Linked DNA regions of Lactuca sativa: region 1 is linked to region 2. The links are chromatin contacts, called in public Hi-C maps. All regions are on one chromosome and are shown on one strand. Each heading gives the region's core, a stretch centred on a gene start, on an enhancer-like site or on the middle of the called end of the contact. The rest is flanking DNA. Distances are from core to core; before and after follow the strand shown.

The links. A called contact is a pair of places that touch in the nucleus more often than the background predicts.
Region 1: a contact with region 2 is called in a Hi-C map of leaf, with 8 times the contacts expected there. The contact joins the promoter of LOC111884393 here to the promoter of LOC111884353 in region 2. A contact is called at or near these places in 2 of 4 Hi-C or Micro-C datasets (leaf and seed).

Annotation. Positions count from the first base shown.
Region 1 is chr3:47,532,357-47,535,056 of Lsat_Salinas_v11, reverse strand. It overlaps LOC111884393 (protein COFACTOR ASSEMBLY OF COMPLEX C SUBUNIT B CCB3, chloroplastic), which reads left to right and starts at 1,449. Exons shown (of 4, transcript XM_052769243.1): 1 at 1,449-1,615; 2 at 1,762-1,820; 3 at 2,415-2,545. The coding sequence starts at 1,585. LOC111884352 (pentatricopeptide repeat-containing protein At1g09220, mitochondrial) reads left to right here. Exons shown (of 1, transcript XM_023880659.3): 1 at 1-245. The coding sequence ends at 41.
Region 2 is chr3:47,369,675-47,372,402 of Lsat_Salinas_v11, reverse strand. It overlaps LOC111884353 (delta(24)-sterol reductase), which reads left to right and starts at 1,344. Exons shown (of 1, transcript XM_023880661.1): 1 at 1,344-2,728. The coding sequence starts at 1,484.

The DNA of each region.
Region 1 (2,700 bases), core at 200-2,699, 160 kb before region 2:
AACTGGGTGTTTCTAAACTACCTGGTCGTAGTTCCATCTAAGCTTTGAAATGGCAAAAAGGTGATATTACTTATGAGGTTTGAACCTATGGAGAATATACATTGGAGCTGAAATTTGTTCGTATATTTATGCGGATTGGTGATTGTGTTGGTGTGGGAAATTATTAGTCTTGGTTTGTTTGCAAGCCCCACTAACGAGACATTCAGGGAAGCAAACGATGAATGATTCAATGAAATTATTTCGTATGTTGTGTGTTTTTTGAGCATTTTTGAGAAGCAAAATTTTGGCGTATTTTGATCCAAATATTGTAATTGTACACGAGGTTTCATACCCGTTAATGAAATAAAATTGGCCCAATGAGACTTTGGCCTATTTTGGTCCAAATATTTTGAAGTATTTTATTTCACTCGATTATAAATTGGACTTCCAACTCAAATTCTTGAGGTTTCATAACCGTTAATCGTTATAAAGAGAAACCTATACTATACAATATACATACAAAGATCCAGGCTACACTGCTACAACCTACAGAAGGACATAACCAAGCCAAGAAATAACCAAGAAAAGGGCCCATATAATGAAATAAAATTGGCCCAACGAGTGGACAAACTATAACTATTTGTGCACCTATAACCAGAGGTGCACATTAACCGCCTGTTTTAATCTGTTTCGGTTTTTTTATAAAACATGTATGTTTTCTTGTTATCGGCTTTGGTTAAAATTTGTTTGTTTCTTTCGGTTTTTTGATGTGAAATTAAGTTTAAAAAATCGGTTGTTTTTGGTTAAAAACCAGTTCTGTTGGAAAAAACGGTTTGCAATATGTTAAAATTTATATCAAATTATCGGTTCGGTTTTAGTTGAATCATTATTATTTTTTTTAAACAGGTTTATTATTATTATTTTTTTTTTCATTTTTCGTTTTTTTAAACCAGTTGTGTTTGTGCACCTCTACCTCTAACTACAATCATTAAGCCATACAATAAAGGTCGATGAACAACAAATAGCATCATGTAGTGCCCTCCCTCTTTGAGGTCGAGGGTTAGTGGAATTAATGTTTCCCTCTTCTTATTAATGTTTCCATCATTTAAGTGAACTAACTCTCTTTCAAAAAGAGTAGTCTTGTACTCCAAAATTGCAACACGTTTCCATTATGTTCAGTTAATCATTGCCTAATCATTCCATGCCAATAACCACAATTTTCCCCAAATAATGATTCTTAAATACAATATACCTAAATTACATAGAAAGTTTTTGTATGTTTCAAAGGGTTTATCATTTATGTAACTCTTATTTATATGGCTTCTACATGGCAAAAAATATAGGGGTATCCATGTTTCTATACGTAAAAAAGCATTACCTAAAGAATCGAGGGTATTTAGGTAATTATACGTGCTGTCAACTTCACAGGCTATATTAGTGGATGAAAAGTTGAAAACATGCCTAAATTACTTTTTTTCTTTTATCACAATTCTTTGTTCGGTTCATGTAAAATCCCGGACGGACTAGACCGTTCAAAACCAGGATAACCTTCTCTTCTATTTCTAGAAGGAAGTTCTATCATACCTTCTTCCCAATTTAGCTTCAATGGCTGCATCTTGTTCAATTCAGAGCAAATGTACAGTTTTTATACTTAATTCAGTAGCTAGGGCTCGCGTTTTACCTACATATGTCTAAATTCAAGCATTGTTTGGGCAAATTCATCTTTTGATTAACATATCGACTCATGATCTGCTGTTTTCTTTTCTCCTTGCAATTTTGCAGGTTATGCAGCACCACTACACCTAATTTCGACCTCAGGCGGATCAAATTTATTCGTTCCTGTAAGCTAATTCTCCGTCTCATCTTTCTTTTACTAGGCAGCAAATGCTCTTGTATATCTGTTCGTTTAATTCTGCTTTGATCGTTTCCCTTTTTTCATGTTGAATAAATGTCCAAATGCAGATTTCTCTTCGTTTATGCGTGTTCATATATACTAGAATGGATCCATTAGTCCAATTCGTTACTAAAATTTGTCAAATATAATTGACTAGGTGAGAGCCTTAAGGGAACATGAAACTGTTAGGTTAATTCGTCGCTTGTGGAAATCATGGCTTTGCGTAATCGAACCACAAGAGAAATGGACATGTTGCATAAAAGGGATGTTTATTATTCAGTATTGAACAGAAAACCACTTTTATATTTGTTTTTTTTTTCATATAGATCAATCAAATACTGTATGAGATTCATAATTTACATGTAGTTGACATAGTTGAAGTTCAAGTTCAAGTCATTAGCATATATTAGCTTCTTACATGTTTCTGAGAAGTTTCCTCGTGTTCTATGCCCATTTCAATTTAGTGATTAATGTGAAGAACTCTTATGAGATCTTTACATTTGAAAGTCGAAACACTCATGTTTTCTCTCTTGTGTTTCAGAAATCCGTATGCCCAACAAAAAGAAAACCAAATCAGCAAGTCCAAAGATATCGAGCATGTTGCCTTTTAGAAGTTGCAGTTCCTAGCATTGATATTCCCTTATCAGCTTCAATCAACTTGACAGATCCCATGTATGTAAACCTTCCTTTCCCCCTTCTTTTTTACTTTTAATTATTACTCCCTCCATCCTGTGGAATTTCAGAACTTGGAAGTTAAACCATACACATATACATATTCCAGATGAAATTTTTGACTATTAATTAAATGTCTAAAATACCCTTCAATT
Region 2 (2,728 bases), core at 95-2,594:
TTCTGCTAAGAAAGAGGCACCTGTTAATTTCTTGACTGACCCGACAGAAGGAAGGTCAACCCTCAGACCAGCTGACATTTTGATTTTTGGATAGGTCGGAGGGAAACACGCATGTGTGGATCTTACAAGGGTATCCCCTCTCGTGGGCTTGAGGGCTAGGGGTTTCACAGCGGGACATGCTGCTTTAAAAGCAGCCACAGGCAAAGTCACCAAACATGAGAGATCGTTCCTGGAAAATCAACACGTGTTCATACCATTTGCATTTGATATGTTTGGTTTCCTTGCACCGGATGCGGTAGAGCTTCTTAAAAGAGTACAACGAATCATGCATAGTAATGTTATATCCCCTAGATCTTCGGATGTAGTCCTTAAAAGAATTAGCTTTACCATTCAAAAAGGCTTAGCGGCACAGCTTGTTGCCCGTTTGCCATCTCACTCATTGTACGATGACAATTAATTTCTAATAGATAAAAAGATATATTCCATGTTAAAACTAATTTGAATAAGAATAATTACTTTATACATACCTTGTTAATTTTACATAACATATACTTGAAAAGTGCTGAAAATCAAACCTTAAAAGTGCTCAAAGTCAAACCTTGACATATTACAGAAATCATAAATCTATTAAATAGAATTTAATTCTTGAAAGTGCTCAAATAGATCTGAAACAGCTAAATATATGTGATGTGATGAAGAATTGCTGAAATTGAATATCAAAGTACAAAAACTAACTCTATTTGTTGAAAATTGATGATCTGCTAAAATTCGATCATAATTTTATGATAACTTGTTGATGTTGATATATGTGATTTGATGAAGCATATTTTTTGAAAATTGACATATATCTTATTATCATTTCTAGATGAGGAAGAAAATGGTTGAAGAATGTAAAGATGAAGTTGCAGAACACTAAAAACGTGATTTTGACAATTGCAGTTTTGATAACATATGATAATTGATCGATCAACGAAAAAATTTGATCTCATAACAGCGATTTTGATATATGCTATAAGATCCTGGATACTTGGTCGAAGATTTGAAGATTGAGTGCGATGAAGATCTGATTTCGTTGACTAAGGTAGTAGTTTTGGTACAAGAACCGATTATGATATCTTTAACCTAACAACGACTAACATGTCCCTAATTAGCTAATCAGGCACATTAATTAGCCTTAATCACATTTTTTTAAGAACCATAGGATCAGTTTTCATCAAAGGCTTGTCCTCTTGTCTCACAAAATAGTAATGGTCTCAAATGAACATATATATATATATATATATATATATATATATATATATATATATATATATATATATATATATATATATATTACACGAAGTTTGAGGCATTCTAATTTCTACACTCCTCAAGAGTGTGAATTGCAACATACCCCTCAAGAGTGTGAACATCAATGAGTACCCTTCTTCAAAGTGTGTTATTTTAGTGTCGTGTTAGAGTGACAAGATCTTGATATCCCAGAATGTCGAATCACGAGACTCCACTGGTAAGACCAAAGAGGAAGAAGGTGTGGGTCGATTATCTGATCCAATTCCGATGGGTTGGGGTCATATTTCTTGTACTTCCAATGTCTCTTATATTGGACATGTTCATATATCTTGACCAAGTTATATCACAACGGAAGTCTTACAAGCAGCTCCAAAAGGAACACAACAAAAACGTCATAAAAGTCATCAAAAGGTTGAAGGAAAGGAACCCCTCGAAAGACGGTCTTGTCTGTACAGCCCGAAAGCCCTGGGTTACAGTAGGCATGCGAAATGTCGACTACAAGCGAGCTATGCGCTTTGAAGTCGACCTTTCAGACTTTCGTAACATTCTTGCAATCGACCATGATAGAATGATTGCAACATGTGAGCCGTTAGTGAAGATGGGTCAGATTACAAGGGCCACTGTACCAATGAATCTTGCACTTGCAGTTGTCCCAGAGCTCGAAGATCTTACGGTTGGTGGACTCATCAATGGCAGCGGACTCGAGGGAAGCTCGCATTTGTACGGGCTTTTCTCTGATATAGTCGTTGCTTATGAGATCATTCTTGCAGATGGGCGGGTTGTTCGTGCTACAAAAGATAACGAGTATTCTGATCTATTTTACGCGATTCCATGGTCTCAAGGCACCCTGGGTTTGCTTACTTGTGCTGAAATCAAGCTTATACCCATCAAAGAATACATGAAGGTAACATACAAACCTGTACGAGGTAACATAAGTGATCTCACAAAGGGATACATCGACTCTTTTGCTCCTGAATTTGGAGATACCGATACCGAAAAAGTTCCAGATTTTGTCGAAACTTTGATCTACAATCCTCATGAAGCTGTTTGCATGACGGGCAAGTACGCCTCCAAGGAAGAAGCGAAGATGAACTGGACCAAGATCAACTACATCGGTTTGTGGTTTAAGCCATGGTTCTACCAACACGCTCAGACAGCACTCAAGAAAGGCGAATTCATTGACTACATACCGATTCGAGAGTATTATCATAGACATACTCGAAGTTATTTCTGGGAATCGAAGCTGATCCTTCCATTTGCTGATCAATTGTGGTTCCGACTCCTCCTTGGTTGGACGATGCCACCAAAAATCCCTCTCCTAAAAGTCGCCCAAACCGAAGCCATGCACAACTATTATCACGACATGCATGTCCTTCAAGATTTACTTGTCCCTCTTTACAAGGTTTCTGACGCTTTAGAGTGGGCACATAGTGAAATG